Regions from separate parts of the Mus musculus genome. Here region 1 is linked to region 2. The links are chromatin contacts, called in public Hi-C maps. All regions are on one chromosome and are shown on one strand. Each heading gives the region's core, a stretch centred on a gene start, on an enhancer-like site or on the middle of the called end of the contact. The rest is flanking DNA. Distances are from core to core; before and after follow the strand shown. Region 1 has its middle 38 kb from the start of Col5a2. Region 2 holds the start of Col5a2 (collagen, type V, alpha 2).

The links. Hi-C and Micro-C count contacts between places; a contact is called where the count stands out from the background.
Region 1: a contact with region 2 is called in a Hi-C map of 3T3-L1-derived adipocytes, with 1.6 times the contacts expected there. The contact joins the enhancer-like site here to the promoter of Col5a2 in region 2. A contact is called at or near these places in 8 of 484 Hi-C or Micro-C datasets (the 3T3-L1 cell line, 3T3-L1-derived adipocytes, the C2C12 cell line and 4 more) and 3 of 9 other capture datasets (adipose tissue, liver and macrophages).

The regions. Positions count from the first base shown.
Region 1 is chr1:45,539,358-45,542,879 of GRCm38.p6, reverse strand. No RefSeq gene overlaps it. Among named protein-coding and RNA genes, the nearest start is that of Col5a2, 38 kb to the right of the region's middle. Within about 2 kb of position 1,534, at least 47 of the 459 cell types and tissues checked have an H3K27ac peak or open chromatin away from gene starts, as enhancers often do. A contact at or near this core is called in 3T3-L1-derived adipocytes, the C2C12 cell line, adipose tissue and 4 more, where this site is marked.
Region 2 is chr1:45,501,270-45,505,158 of GRCm38.p6, reverse strand. It overlaps Col5a2 (collagen, type V, alpha 2), which reads left to right and starts at 1,877. Exons shown (of 54, transcript NM_007737.2): 1 at 1,877-2,338. The coding sequence starts at 2,245.

The sequences.
Region 1 (3,522 bases), core at 285-2,784, 38 kb before region 2:
CAATTGAAAATAATTTGAAGTATTTAAAATTTTTAGTGAATGAGGGGAATGGAGAGATACCTCAGAGGTTAAGAGCACATACTATTCTTATAGAGGACTTGAGTTTAGTTCTCAGCACCATATTTGGTAGCTTACAAACATCTGTAACTCCAGTTCCAGAGGATTTGATGTTCTCTTCTAGCCTCTGAGAACACTCACAAACAGGTATGCACATACCCAGAAACATCCCCCCCCATACGTACACAACACTCCCCCCACACCCCACCCCACCACACACACACACACACACACACACACACACACACACACACATATTAAAAACCTACATTTAAAGAATTTCAGTAAATGAATTTATCTTTTCGGTGTCCTCTGTTTATTGTTGCTGAAGAATTTGGTAGGATTTCTTGATAATCTTTAATTAATATCTATGAAACAATAAGCAATGAAATCTTGGATACAACATGCTTTCTTAGTTAGAAATAAGAACTAGATTGTGTTTTTCCTATTTGAAATCTGTGTATGTATTTTCAGCCTGTTAAGCACACACTTACAACAGCCAAGAAGAGCCTCACTACTCATAAACTTTTGAGTCTCACATTGATTCACATACTTTAGAAAAGTAACTGTCTGAAGTCACCAAATAGGGACTCTTTTTCCAAATTAAGTTGCCTAATTATAAACTTCCCATTGCTAAGGGATGTAAAGGTCACCATTAACAGCCATGGTTTCAAACAGATCATGGACAAATCTGCTTGTGGACATTTGCCAAGAAATGGAGTGTTTGCAGACGGCTTGGCATAGACTCCTCTAAAGGAGCAAGCTCCACCCAACCCCTTTACTCTGCATTTTCTGACTGGCTTGCTACAGAGAAACAAGTATTTAGACACATTTAAACCATCAACAGAAGTTTAATCTGAGAAAATACATTATGAAGAACAGATGATTTTACAATACTGCTCATTTCACTTCACTGAACAAGACCTCAAATTCATCTTTTGAAAATAGAGATTCGTCTTCTCTTCCTCATGTCCTCTTGTCCTTAAAAGTAGAAGCACTGATGTCCATGTGATTTCGTGCAATATTCCTTGAGTAGCCATTTACTTTGAACTGCAGTTGTTAGTACCCACATTGCTGCAGTTCTGGCGAATCAGCTCACCATATTTGGATTTTTTTTTTGTCTTTGTTTTTTGTTGTTTGTTTGGTTGGTTGGTTGGTTGGTTTTCTCCTTTCAATGGCTTCCTCTGTCTGTTTTTTTTTTTTTTTTTTCGCAACAAATGTAAAATATTTTAATCAAGTGAAAACAGACGAAACACATGGAAATTCTGCTCAGTCAGGGATAAGTTTGCTGATGTCATTTCTCTTATGGTGGCCAAATAGTTCTAAGGAGAATAATCAATCTAGCAGACTTGAACTTTCAGTTAGAAACTAAATCATCTGTTCTAAGTTCTGTACATCTCCCCCTTTCTGCTCCCTCTGTTTCAACCCCTCCCCACAAGAAAGGGAGGAAAGGAAGAGGAATGTAAACCTCTGAAATAGTTTCATGCTTTCCTTGTGTGTCACACCACTCGCGTTTCTCTCCACCCCTTCTTTCTCATTCCACTGGTGAGTACACATGTTTTTTTTTTTTTTTCTGGGCTGTTATTCTTTATGAACAGAAAAAGAATGACACAGATTTATATTTGAAAAATCTGTTCACTTCAGCCTTGCTCTAAGTGCAGGCATTGCTTTCTGCTTTCATGGCTTCATCTCAGGGCTCTGAAATCTTTAGCTTCATGTAAGCCTGTACTTCATGTAAGTATTCGACTCAAATCCAGCTTTCAGCTGACATCATGCCTTAGATGTTTTCTAAATTTGAATTCAAAATAGACGAAGCTGAATTAGGGATTTGTATAAGGCATCCAAGCCTCATTATTATTATTATTTTCTACTGGCACGAAAAGCTTCACCAGTCACCAGGCATCAAAACTGAGTTTTTAAGGTGATTTTGGGTTCTCTTTCTTGTTGATTTCTTTTTGGTGAATTGTTGGCCACACTATTGTTAGTTCTAGATTAAAAGACCCCACTGCTGCACACATACCCAGATTTTCCTTGTATGTGTGTATGTGTGGTGTTGAAGACTGCACCCAGAACCATTTGTTTCATGCAGTGTATTGTTTCTGCTGTATATTTTGCTTTCATATATATGTGTGTGTGTGTATGTATATTTATATGTATATATATATATATATATATATATATATATATTTAAAACTTTTTATCAGTTCTTTGTGAATTTTACATCATGCTCCCCAGTCCTACTCATCATCTCCCTGTCTACTTGTATCAGTTCTTGCAACATTCCCCAGAAAATAAAATACACACACACACACACACACACACACACACACACATGCACACACGTGCGCATAGAAAACATGTTATCATGGAAGCTGTAGTATGTCACAGTGTGTCCCACAATATACGTCTCTGTCTACACATCTTCACTTGCAAATGGTCATTGCAATGAATCATTGAGGTCTCTGGCTTCTGTGATACTATCAATATTGGCTCTTCACTGGAACTCCTTCCAGTTTTCTTGTTGTGCCCTACGTCATGGAGGTCCTGCAGCTTTGGATCTGCAGGACTGGCTTTTTGATGTGCCCCAACATTTTACAGGTGATGTAGATTTTGGGGATGTGTCAACTCAAAGACCTAGGTCTGGGCCTGAGTAGTAGCTGAGTTGGTCGACAGTTCTGCTGTCCTTTATCCACATCATTAGGGCAAACTCTCCAGCACTTCTTGGATGAAACCATCCAATGCTCCCATCAGCAGGAACAGGGTCAGCTCTTTCAGTTTTATGCTCTCAAGACCAGCTCACACACACACGTGTGCCTCCAGATTCAGCTACATTGTGCTGCTTAATCAAGGTGAGTGGTCCACTCTCCCAAGTCTGCAGCCTGCCAGGGGCTGGGCCAACTCTCCTGCTCTTACACCCTCAGAGCTGGCTCACCTGTGGTTTTGCCATTAGGGCTAGATCCACTGTGTGGCCTAGGCAAGGTTGCAGGGTCTGTGTTCCTGGCAGTGAAGAGCAGGGACAACTGTCCTTATCTTACGACCTTGGGGCTAGCTCTCTTAACTTTTGCAAGTGAAAAGGGGCTGGGTATATAGAGAGGAAGGCATCACTTTCCCACTCCACACAGCAGGAGAGTGTGAGAGCCAGCTCTTTTTGCACTCATATTGTGGAGCCAGTTTACCTGCACCCCTGCCACTAAGGCCAGCTTTACTGTGCTGTCTAGGTGACTTGCAAAACCTGCATTCCATAGTGTTGCATCTAGCAAGATGCAGGGCCAGATCACCTGCTCTCATGACCTAGCATCTAGCTCTCCTGACTGACTGCTGCAGGTGGCAAGGAGTTGTCATGGTAGGGAATCACCTGAGTGCCTGTGCCAACTCACACCTGAGGAATGACAGGGCCTGTACCAGGGTCAGTTCTGCTGGCTGTCCAGGCTAGGTACAAGGACTAGTCTACTGAGTGCTGTAGCT
Region 2 (3,889 bases), core at 628-3,127:
GGGCTCACCATCTGATATTGAATAACCAGTCATGTACTACTCTCTGGGGAAGATTATTTCTCCTGTGCTCAGCATTCCTTGGTTGCCCGTACTTCTCTATGTAGAGTTGGAGCCTTCTGGTCCTTCCTCTAACCAGTTTGGCATACAGTTGCTTCTTATTTCAGCTCATGGTGAGGCAGACATGGTGGTGAGATTTTATGAGTATACGCATAAAATTCTGACATTGTTAGGATTCCTTTGTCCTTACAGACTTTCTACCTCCTCTTCCTCAATGTTCTCTGAGCCTTAGGTTCAAGAGTAGTTTGATAAATGTATCCATTGAGACTGGGCTACACAATTCTGCATTTTAATTGATTGTGGTTTTCTGAAGTGATTTTCATCTGTTGCAAAACAATGTTCCTTTGATGAGGGATTAACAAGAGCTTTTACATCAGGGGCTTTTTCAGCTATTATTCAAAGAATTAGAAGAAATTTGATTTTTGTTCCTTATTTAGCCCATTCATTAAGTATGAGCAAGACAGCCATGGGAACAGCAGTGTGTTGGTGAACGAATTCACTAAACAAAGGCAGGTCTTGGTGACAAGTTATTTTCAATGATACAGGGCTAGAAAGTTGTTTTTGGAACTTCTCCAGAGTTTAGTTCCACCTCTCAATTTAAAGCATCTTGGATTTCTTTATTAAGGAAATTAAATAGTAAATGAAGCCTCATATACCTATTTTAATTTATACTATCCCTTTTCTTTGCATTTATTTGGGGTTTAGTTAATTCCACACATAGCTGTATATATTGTTTGTATTTTTTTGTTTCACGTAGATATATTTTTTCAGCATTTGCATACACATGTTCCTTAAAGGTGATGGATGCTGACTTTGTTTCTAGTCTGCCATAATCCTTCCTCTATTCAGTGTGTCTCAGAGCACCTGTTCAGTGCTGAGTAACTATGAACAATTGAGTCACACATGACATGTTATGTGGGGCTTGATCCAGATCCCCCAGAACGCACACTATCAAATGAATTAGACTGTCAAAAACACTGAGGGCGTTTAAATCTGTCAAGCTTGAGTAGCACACAAAGTTAATGCCTTGCTCTTTACAGAAATATGCAGCTAGGACTACCACATTCCGTGGAAAGCTGGTGTGGGGTTCATAACAGCATCATTCACTTTTATGTAGCTCTTTGTAATTTAGAATCTAGTTAACAGCATATTGCTCAGTTTAGTGTCACCAGATCCTGCACACTGGTCAGGCCAAAGCCCCTTTTCTAACAACAACAACAAAAAAATTTGGACAGTTAAGGACTATGTATAAATTCACAAAATTGGTGAGTTGGCAGATCTGATATTGGAACCTACCCTTTCTGAGACTTAAACCAGTGTGTTTTCCTCCCTCCACAAGCTTAGTGAACATATTTGTTTTTTAACACAATAGCATGCTCTGTGACGAGGAGAACGTATAGATGTGCCTACTAAAAAGATGTGGAAATAACTCAATGTAAAGTATCTCAAGTTCATTTTGTATTGGCCATATTCTGCCTCCTTTCTTCCACAATCTTCTCAGAGCATAGGAGAGGGAGGAGGATGAAAATTGGGACAAGAATCCTTCCTCCATTGCCAAAAGAAAGGGTTAAAAAAGTGACGTTTTAAAGGCTTAAGTGGCAAAGAGAATTCTGAATTATTTAAGTGCAAAAGAAAAAAAAATCCACTAAAAGGCTGTAATCCTCCCTAAAGTTTTTTTAGTGTCTCTGGAAAAAGTCAGTGGGTGTGTGTCTGGGGAAGGGTTGGGGAGGGTGGATCAGACTCCTTCTAATAGGCTTTCTTTAAAAAAAGAAGAAAAGAAAACACACACACACTCAAACAGAAGGAGAAATAAAAGTTTGTCTCTGTTGAGAAGCTTCCTCTGTGCTTAAAATCTACAAGAAGCACTGAAAACTCAAGTCGCAGAGGCGCGCGCTCTGATTTGGTTGTTTACCATCAATCAGACGGTTGCTTGGCAGACACTGGATGGTTATGAGCCTGAACAAGCTGAAAGGGGCAGGAAAAGAAGTGGAGGCAGCATTCTTCCTATTTAAAGCTGCACCGCTTGAAAAAAGTTTTCGCAGACTGTGCCGGACCTGGTGCTGAAACAGACTGAGGCAGCGCGGGGACTGGTGCTGAAAAAGAGCCCCCAGCGGAATTCATGGTGCTACAGTGACCTCAGTATCTACTCTTCGATCCCAGGAGGACCCACATGTCTCATATTTAGACATGATGGCAAACTGGGTGGGAGCAAGACCTCTCCTCATTCTTTCTGTTTTATTAGGGTACTGTGTCTCAATAAAAGCCCAGGAACAAGAGAATGGTGAGTTTGCCTTTTGCTTTGCTTATGGTGTTTATGGCTTGGTTTGGGAACTAGATGGAATGTTAAGCTTCAGGAAGAGGATAAAGAGAAGACTCTGGTTTGAAGTTTGAGAAGGGGGCTCTAGGATTTGTAGCTTGGCTCTGGAGACTAGGCACATTTGCAAATCCGGAGCTTCTGTGCGTGCCCTGGCAAAAAGTGGGCTTCTGACATCCTGTAAGAGCCAGGATATCACCAGTCTTTTTTTTTTTTTTTTGCCGGAATGTAAGAGTGGGACGTTTAAAAGAAAACAAGAGTGCTTAAAACGGAGCCCCGGAGGCACTTTTAGTTAGAGGTCTGTCCTGTGGGCAGGCGCTTTCCAAGCAGGGAAAGCCGCTGCAGCAGAAGCTGGGCAGGGTGGAGTCTTTCCTGTGTGAACTTCAGCAGCTTCATGAAAGTCTTTGTTTAGAAAAACCTCTCCAGCAGGCAAATCCGATAGTTCGGAATTTCCTTTGTCTTTGCTCTTTATCCTCCCCTCCTAAAGTTTTCATCTCTGATCTTAAAATCGGGTTTGCCTACAGAGAGGGAGTCAAGTTTATTTCTCCATGACAGACTCTGATAGAAACCAGATTTCTTAAATTTCTGTGCTTTCCCACCCTACTGACTTGATTATCAGGACAGCATGGTTCCTGGGTGGATGGATGAAGGCAGGAAATTCTACTTGGAACAGAGTATTAAGAAGGACTTTCCCCTTAGACCCTTCCTTTCTCCCTTTCTTCTTCTCTTCCCCCGTTCCTTCTATTTTCTTTTCTTTTAAGGCATATCTTGCTTGGTTACTGTTTTGTTTTGTTTCCCCTATGTGATTTACATATGTTAGTGCTGGGATGTATTGTTAAGCAAAATGGCGTGGCTGCTATAGAATAAAACTTAAAAATAAAATAAAATGGGCCTCGTTGATATTAACGTTAACTTTTGAAGGTTGAAGTGTCAGAAACAGATACATTCTCATTGTAAGAGGCCAGCATAGATCTGAATCTCTGTTAGCATCACACTCAAGCTTCCAAAACTTAGCAATGTGCTAATCGTGTCTGTAACTGTCTTTCTCCTGTGTATATCCAGCCATCTGTACGAATATGTTTTCTGCCTTTCTGATTTTTTTTTCTCTAAAAATATTTAGAAACTGTGTTTAGCAACTGTAAGTTGTAGAAATCCCAAGGTTCTGGAGATAAAATTCAAGTCTGTCAGCAGCCCCATAGAGGGAGCACTTTTCTAAAATCTTAAAACTTTAAAATCAGTTTCTATGCTTCATAACGTGAGGAAACTTATGAAGGGTGAAACTTGCGTTTCCTCATAATGTCATGAAAAGTCTGTGCTGTTCGCAAACGCAAAGAACAAAGAAGTTAGGAAAGAGGAGAGCACATAGCAGCGTTAAGATAGAAGCAAAATGTCTGAGTATCAATGAATCTGTCCACTCCCCTCCCCTACCAGAAGACTAACTCTAAAATATCTATACAGACTTTATTCTCAATTTATGTTAAAATGATGTGCTTAATTTTTGTAATGTACAAAAGTAAT